3 separate regions of the Pan troglodytes genome follow, and regions 2 and 3 are each linked to region 1. The links are chromatin contacts, called in public Hi-C and HiChIP or PLAC-seq maps. All regions are on one chromosome and are shown on one strand. Each heading gives the region's core, a stretch centred on a gene start, on an enhancer-like site or on the middle of the called end of the contact. The rest is flanking DNA. Distances are from core to core; before and after follow the strand shown. Region 1 holds the start of PLEKHA6 (pleckstrin homology domain containing A6). Region 2 holds the start of ETNK2 (ethanolamine kinase 2). Region 3 holds the start of GOLT1A (golgi transport 1A).

Region 1 (2,751 bases), core at 152-2,651:
CGGAGAGCAGAAGCTGGAGCGGGGAGGATCCCTCCCCGAAGGGAGCAGGTTGCAGTGCGAGCAGGGGTGTTGCCTCTCCGCTCCCAGCTCCGATCTTGCACTTGAACCACCGGCGGGGCCGGGGGCGGAGCCGCGCCGCCGCCTCGGAAGGTAATTTACAGCCCCGAGAACTCGCCGGCAGCGCCAAGTCCCCCAATCCAGGCGCACCGCGCAGAGAACCAGTTTGACTAAAAGAGCTTTGAATCAGGAACCTGGTGGACATGTCCAGCCACTGAACGGAAAAAGGGAAGTGATTAAACCTGGTTCTACTTGGTGGGAGGTTAGGAGAGGAACAAAGGTCAAAGGCACGGAAGCGTGGCGGGGCTGTGAGCAGCGAGGGGCCCGGGGAGCCTCTCCTAGCTCAGATGCCAGCCTGATTAGTCGAGCTAGTCCTTACCTTTCTTTCCCAGCACCTCCTCCAAGAAGTCTGCCATGACTAAGTAGAATCACAGGGAGACCTTAGAAATACTCAGAAACCAACAGCGTTTATGTCCCTCCATTCCATTCCCCCTAACTTGCACCAGAAATGGAAAAGGAAAAAGGAAGAAAAATGGAGAGAGAAGGGAATGTGTTATGTGTACAGAATGCAGACTGCAAGCATTTCATACTGGCATACCAAAAGCAGTATTGCTGGAGCCCACAGTTCTGCTATCTCAGGGTCTATATCAAAGTTAGCCAGCTTAGGCAACATAGCAAGACCCTGTCACTACAAATAATAAGAATAATTAATTAGCTGGATCTGGTGGCACGAGCCTGTAGTCCCAGCAACTCAGAACACTGTCAGGAGGATCACTTTGAGCCTGGGAGGTCGAGGCTGCGGTGAGCTATGATCCTGCCAGTATACTCCAGCTTGGGCAACAGAGCGAGACCCTGTCTCAAAAAAGAAAAAATGCTGAAGTCCATTTGGCTTTCCCAGCTTACTCCGGATCTGCCACTGGGGCTCCAGTTAGGTACATACAGTTCCAATCCATGTGCCAGGCCCAGGAGAATAATTAGACGATGAGAGAGACACCTGTGTTTAAAGGGAGCAATGTGTTCCATGACAGCTGGCAATTATCTGTTGGGCAAACATACGTTTTGTGAGCATTCCAGGAGACTTGATCCCCATTCCACATAGGTAATTCCTACTCATCCTTTCAGTGTCTACCCATGTGCCACCTCCTCCAGGAAGCCATTCCTGACACTACCCCGGAGAGATTTATATGTCCATCCTCCATGTGTCATGGCACCTGATGAATAACCCTATAGTAGCACTTATCACACTGTAATGCAATCCTTGATTTAGTCATCTGTCTCCTCCATTGGACTGTGTGCTCCTTGGGGCAGGAACTCCATCTTATCCATCTTTACAGCCCTGGCAGCTGCCTGCGGCACCAATTAACAATTTTTTTTTTTTTTTTTTTTGAGATGGAGTCTCGCTCTATCACCCAGGCTGGAGTGCAGTGGCATGATCTCGGCTCACTACAACCTCCACCTCCCAAGTTCAAGTGATCCTCTCACCTCAGCCTCCTGAGTAGCTGGGGCTGCAGGCACTCACTACCATGCCTGGCTAATTTTTTTTGTATTTTCAGTAGAGATGGAGTTTCACCATGTTGGCCAGACTGGTCTCAAATTCCTGACCTAAAGTGATCTGATCCACCCGCCTCAGTTTCCCAAAGTGCTGGGATAACAGGCATGAGCCACCGTGCCCAGACCAATTAACATTTGATGAATGCTTGATATGGTCATAACTGAGAACTACTCTTAACTCTAACCACAATCCTGTACTTTTGGACTTTATTTAGAGGCACTCTCAATATAACCATCAGCAACATCAGGGTGCGTGTGGGGAGATCTTTCTGGGAAAAGAAACAGCCTGTGATCCTTCTCATAGATCCCAAATTCTCAACCTGGAGGGTTTAAAGTGTATACATCTGATAGATGGTAAAGCTAGGAGATGCCTCAGAGAACATTTAGTCCAATCCTCTTGTTTTGAATATGGCAAGTGAGGAACAGAGAAGGGAAAGGGGCTGGTCAAGGTCACTGAGAAAGGTGGTGGCTGAAAAGGATCTGCCCACCAGTGTCTCAGGCCAGAGCTGTTTTCATTACATCCTTCGCACTCCAACACTGGAAATTGACTCTGCCAACATCCTGGCTGCCAGATCTAAGTTAAGTCCATTCTCCAGAAGCAGAAGACACGCAGAAACCCATGATGTCCAAATTCTTTCTCTCTTCTCAGATCCTACAAATTTCTAGTAGAGAAAGCTTCATTTGACAATGAAGCAGAGCTGCACCTGGGAAGCACAGATGAAGGTCTAGGTGCCCCTTCGTTTCTGAATTGGAGAAAGTTGGCAGATCAAGGTAGCAGACTCTGCCAGGCTGCAGTCCCCTGTCACCAGCCATATGAAACACCTGTAGGACTCATGCCACTGACAAAGCACAGAGCCACCTGCCTAGCCCCTGAGATGGCCAAGAATATAAACCGCCAGAGCTGCTGCCAAGATGCCTCAAGGGAAAATACCAGCAATCAGTGCACTCCCAGTCCAACCTGAGCAACCAGTAGGGGCAGCTGCTTGTGCTGAACATGGGCGGAAACAGGGGACAAGATGACATATATTTGAAAACATGTATTACACTACTGTCTTCTTTGAGCACCTCTTGATCTATTTTTCCACGAGATTTTTGTCTTGTTTAATGTCTAATCTAGCCTGGGGTTCCTGGGGACATTTACCT
Region 2 (2,751 bases), core at 154-2,653, 230 kb before region 1:
GAGGCAGGAGAGGGGAGGGACTGGCAGATAGCACGTTAGATCAGTGCTGGAATTAACCTCAGGCCTGCTTGATGCCTTGACAGTCCTATACCAAACTGGGCCTTTTATTTTGAAAACGCTACTCCATCCCCAGGGCGGGTTCTGTCAGCCTCCACACTTGGTTAAGAACCTCCCCACAACTTTGCCCCCACCCCACCCCAGAATGCCTGTCTGCATGGAGCCGCTACCATTCCAGCACAAGCTACAAGCGCCCCACTCGGCACCTTCCTCCACAGGCAGCCCACAGCGGGGCTGGAGGTAGTCAGCTGGGGAGTTAGCCTAAGGCTCAGTGAGTGGCTCTGCCCACAGGTGTGTCCTGGGACCTGTGTCCAGCTGGGGCTGGGGAAGATGGCCTGTGTGGGGGTGCTGAGCCCGAGCCTGCAGCGATGGTGAGGAGCTGAGTGCTAGCTGGAATTCCACAGGGTGGCTCCTGGGACCCACAGGGGCAGCTCAGAGCCTGGAGGATTTGCTCCCACCATGGGGTGGAGAAGGGGCAGCAATGTATGCATGTATGGCTGGGTCGGGGCGGGTGGGGGGGGTCTCTTAAAAGTTCCCGCCTCCTCAGGTTTCAGAGCTGGCTGCGTACGCGCTTCTGGTCAGCGAGGGGCACCAGCACGCAGCGACAGGGGGTGCGGCCCGCACACGCAGCATGCCGACAGTGGGCAGGTGGCCACCAGGCGTGCCTAAGAGCCCCGGGAGAAGGGGGGCGTGTGCAGGGCCAAGGGAGGTGTGAGCCTAGTTTTGGTAGCGACGAAATCAATCCGTACACAAACCACGTTCCAAACCTTTCTTGCGCAGCAGCCGCGCACCCCTGGGACTGACACCCGGAAGGATGCGAGGACTGGGTCCCCGCATCCCCCTGGCAGCCCTAGCAGGACCCCATCCTCGGCCCCGCGCCCACTCCGCTACCTTAGTCCGAACTTGCTCGGGTTTCCAATGCGGCCGCAGCTCCTGGATGAGGCGCAGGGCCCCGGGAAGGATGTCGTCCGGGTCCACGGAAATGCCGAAGTACGCGACGGCGGCGGCCCTCGGGGGGCCCGGAGGCTCCCGGCAGCTGGCGCTGGCCGCCGCCTTCTCCTCCATGCCCCATGAGCACTGCGGGCAAGGCGTGTGCCTCCTCAGGTGAAAGGACGCGCGCGGCTGAGGGGCCGAAGGGGGCACAGCCATTCCCAGCAGCCCCACCCCCTCGGAGCCGCGGCAGACGCTAGCCCCGGCGGGGGGGCCCGGCGAGGGAGTGGGAGTGGTAGAGGAGGGGCCAGGGGAAGTCCATGACTCAGGCGCGAGCTGCCCGCTTCGATCGCCGGCTCGCGGCCCGCCGCCCACCGCCGACCCCGGAGCGCCGCGGCCCGCCGCGATTGTGACATCACGGGTGGCGGCCCGCGGGAACGCCCCCGGCCCGCCCCCGCCCCGGCCCGCGGGCCGCTGGGGAGCTCAGCCAGCCACCGCCGGCAGCTGAGGCCGCCGCTACCTGGAGCGCGGGGTGGGGGCGACGCCCCCCTGGGGGCCGGTGACGCCGGGGGTGGGGCCTCCGCTGGCTCCGCCCCGCCCGGGTCCCCGCCGGGGCTGGCTTCCCGGCCTCCGAGGCCGCGAGACTCCAGCTCTCTCCCGGTAGCCTGGGGTGGAGGCGGGGGAGGGCTCGTCCTGCGCCCCCACCTCATCCTGGAATAGAGAGATCCGCTGCTCCCACGACGTCAGCTTGGGCTCGCCCCTCTGTGCCCCTGCTCCGTGCCCCCAGTCCCCGGACCCCGGGAAATGGCTCTGCAGGGGCGGCCCCTGCTGCATCTCAAAGGTCCTTCCCTGCAGAGAGCCCCCCCCCCCCCCCCCAGGCAACCTCCCATCCCCGACAGAAACACACTGCATGAAGAGGGGACATTGGGTGATAGCGTTGGGGTGAGAGTGTGCCAGTCCAGCAGACTGCGCTGTCTCCTGGCAGGCCACTGAACAGCCAGGGCGTTGGAGTGTTTGGGCACATCCTGGGCAGGACTTGGGGCAAGACTGAGTTAAAGCCTCCCTCCCATCCTGAGCGTGTGAATGGAGCCAGGTAGCAGGCAAGCGGTGTACCCGAGCCCAGTGCTTTGCTTGGCATTCGGGGTGTGAAGTGGACAGACCCTCGCGCGTCCTGGGGAGGACAGCTAAATGCCTGGCGCAGCTAAGGGCCAAAGCAAGGCGTGGTGATGGCTGGGGGTGGGAAGGAAGGGGAAGGGGTGACAAGGTGTCCCGGGGCAGGTTGCTGTGGGGAGGAGACATGGAGAGAGGCCAGGCCGGCTCAGGGGGCAAGTCCCTCTACTAGCCAGATTCTCCTTTGCTCATTCTCTGCCACCTCCTGAGCAGGGCTCTGTTGGCTGCCAGCCCTATTTGTTGTAGTGAGGCCTCAGGGATCTCACTAGTCACTATCTCTCACTGCCCCACCCAGAAAAGCGCCTTCAGAGAAGGGGCCCTTTCCTATTTTCCCAGTTACCCCTTTGGCCTATCCCGGAACCTCTCAACCGCGAGGCTCCTATGCTTACTGCGGTCCAGAATCCAGCTCTGTCTAGCAGAACTTCTGCAGTGATTGAAATGTTCTATATCTGCTGTCCAATGCAGTGACCACTAGCCACGTTGATTTTATTAAAAAATTTTTTTTATTTGAGACAGAATTTCGCTCATGTTGCCCAGGCTGCTGGAGTGCAATGGTGTGATCTCTGCTCACCACAACCTCGGCCTCCTGGGTTC
Region 3 (2,751 bases), core at 121-2,620, 170 kb before region 1:
CTCTGTCTCAAAAAAAAAAAAAAAAAAAAAGAACTGGCTTCCCTGCTGCTGCCTTCATACCTCCACAGTCTATTCTCAACCCAGCACCCAGAATGATCTTTTAAACATAGAAATAGAACGTATCACACCATAGCACAAAACCAAGGTCATTACCATAGTCTATAAGTCTCCAGTGTCCTGACCCCTCAGTGACATCCCTGACCTAAACTCCTATGATTCTCCCCTCACCTCACTTTGCTCCAGGTATACCCATCTCCTTGTTGTTCTTCAAACACACCAAGTATGCTAATGCCTCAGGGCCTTTGCACTGCCTGTCCCTGCTTCCTGAACATTTCCCCTCCAGAGAGCTGCGTGGCTTTGCTTCCTCACTTCCTATAGATCTCTGAAAAAAGATCTGAGTAAAGGCTCACCTTCTCAGTGAGGCTTCCCTGACCACTCTATATAAAATAGCGACCCCTCCTACCTCGAACTCCATAGCCTCCTCTTGTTTTATTTTCATCTGGAGGACTTACCATCTTGTGATATACTATATACTTCTTTCTGTTAATTACCTGTCTCCCCTCTCTAGAATGTAAGCAGGGAGTCAGTTTCATTTAATGTTGGACACTCTATATCCAACACAGTGCTTGGCACACAGCAGAGACAAATCTGTTGAGTGAACAAAAGAATGTTGTCACCAATTCTCAGATGAAAAACCAAGGCTCAGAGGCTTTAAGTAACTCACCCAAATGAAGCCCACAGAGCCACGGTTCTTCCCATGGCCCCAGACTTGTTCCAAGACCTCCTCCCTACCTCTTCCCCCAAAAGAAGGGGAAGGATGTTTAGGAGTGAGGGTATGGTGGTTTGGTCAGGGGAGTGGAGTTTAGTTTTTTATAAGAAGCCCCCAGGGCCACAGGAGACCTTGATGGTGTGGGGAAAGATGTCTGAATGGGCAGAGGCCTCCTGAGTCCACCTTTGTGGCAACCCAGTTCTAAGAACCCGGGATGGGAAAGGGGTCAGTGTGAATGGGAAACCTGCCAGGCCCCCTGGGCACCAGCCTCTAGCTACCTGTGGGCCCTGAGCAACTCCCACCCGCTGGAGGGTAGGGAGCCACACCCCACCCTGCCTGCTGCCCCAGGGTGCCAGCACAGCATCTCCCAGCCCCTGGCTCCAGAGGTCACGCTTGTGGTGACAGAGAGCCCAGCTGGGAGAGAGAGCCAGCCGGCAGGGAGCCTGGCCTGGATAGCCCATTGCAGCCCCGCTCATCTCACTTACTCTGCCATTCGGTGATGGAGATCATGCCGCACTCAGCCTGGGGGGCCTTCCGGGTGGAAGCGGGCAAGTGGAGCGTGGCCCAGAGGACGCAGCTGGCACATGGTCACGGGAAGCTGACCCTTGGTTAAGTTGGGAAATGAGCCTGTGGCAAATCATTAACTCTCCCTCCAGCCCCCGCTCCACCCCCGCACACCACGCAGGTGCTTCTACTCGCCGGCTCCCTCCTCCCGTTTTCCGGTAGGGCAATGCCCCGCCCCTCCACCTGCCGCGCCTGCCCGGGGAAGGCACCGCCCACCTGACCCTTTCCTCGCACCGCGCGGTGTTCTGCGGCTCTCGTCTGCTCCGCGAAACTTAGATTGTATGTGGAAGCATTGGAATCTAGGGGGTGCTCAAGTTTCTTGCTTGGTTTGATAGTGTGGGAAGAGTTGGCATCTGCGCATCCCTTTGGGAATGTACTAAATTCATCTTGAAAGTCAAGCTTTTTGCTCTCTGCTATTGCACATGCTAGGCGCTGGGAGGCGATGAGCGACTGAGCACAAAGCCTGTTGTTGACCTAATGGCAGAGCCAGATCGGGTTAAATCAATGGCAAAAGCGCCATGGGGGAAGTTAGACATGAAGGTCTTCGACCTCCTTTCCCCAAGCGGCGTCCAAGCTTTGGACTGACTGTGATGTTGAGCTATGGAAGACAAAGCCCTGAATTTGGGGTTGGGGCAGGACTGGACAATTTAGGGGGCCTGGTTCTAGTCTACCCAACAGCTGTGTAGACATGGATTCGTCCTTTGGGCCTGCAAAAAGAGAGGCAGTTAGTTCCTAACATCCTTTTTTCCCATCGCAGAGCAGTGGTTCTGACGTGGCATTGACGCCAGGAGAGCCAACATCCACTTTGCAATGTCTTCTGTGTCCAGAAATGAAGAAATGAATTTCAAAGATGATATGACTAATCTACATACATCATTTAAAAATGCAAATAGGCCTGGCATACAAAATGCATTATGTCTGTAATCCCAGCATTTTGGGAGGCCAAGGCAGGAGGATTGCTTGAGCCCAGGAGTTTGAGACCAGCCTGAGCAACATAGTGAGACCTTGTCTCTACAATAATAAAAATAAAAAATTAGCCAGATGTGGTGGTACCTGCCTGTAGTCCCAGCTACTGGGGAGGCTAAGGTAGGAGGATTGCTTGAGCCCAGAAGGTCGAGGCTGCGATGAGCTGTGATCAAGCCATGCACTCCAGCCTGGGTAGCAGAGCGAGATCCTGTCTCAAAAAAAACAAACCAAACAACAACAACAAAACCAAGGAAAGCTAACATAATTTTTTAAAAAGAAACAAAAAGATAAATTATAATTAAACATGATGTCTTTCAATATATAAATGTTCAGGCAAGACTTACCAGAAGACATAAATGAAATAGGCAGATTGCTTGCACCCACACATAATATATGTTTGAATTTAAGAGAAATAGAAGATGAGCCATTCTATGCAAAAACAAAAATCACAC

Evidence for each region. A called contact is a pair of places that touch in the nucleus more often than the background predicts. HiChIP or PLAC-seq counts read pairs in DNA pulled down with a chosen protein or histone mark.
Region 2: a contact with region 1 is called in an H3K4me3 HiChIP or PLAC-seq map of stem cell-derived excitatory neurons, with 4 times the contacts expected there. The contact joins the promoter of ETNK2 here to the promoter of PLEKHA6 in region 1. A contact is called at or near these places in 1 of 7 Hi-C or Micro-C datasets (stem cell-derived neural progenitor cells) and 1 of 1 datasets of contacts at active chromatin or transcription factors (stem cell-derived excitatory neurons).
Region 3: a Hi-C map of induced pluripotent stem cells shows a contact between it and region 1, with 1.8 times the contacts expected there. The contact joins the promoter of GOLT1A here to the promoter of PLEKHA6 in region 1. A contact is called at or near these places in 4 of 7 Hi-C or Micro-C datasets (blood, induced pluripotent stem cells and stem cell-derived neural progenitor cells).

What each region holds. Positions count from the first base shown.
Region 1 is chr1:44,711,185-44,713,935 of NHGRI_mPanTro3-v2.0_pri, reverse strand. It overlaps PLEKHA6 (pleckstrin homology domain containing A6), which reads right to left and starts at 1,401. Exons shown (of 27, transcript XR_010150977.1): 1 at 1-1,401.
Region 2 is chr1:44,938,382-44,941,132 of NHGRI_mPanTro3-v2.0_pri, reverse strand. It overlaps ETNK2 (ethanolamine kinase 2), which reads right to left and starts at 1,403. Exons shown (of 6, transcript XM_063793107.1): 1 at 949-1,403. The coding sequence starts at 1,206.
Region 3 is chr1:44,876,551-44,879,301 of NHGRI_mPanTro3-v2.0_pri, reverse strand. It overlaps GOLT1A (golgi transport 1A), which reads right to left and starts at 1,370. Exons shown (of 5, transcript XM_016936683.4): 1 at 1,255-1,370. The coding sequence starts at 1,279.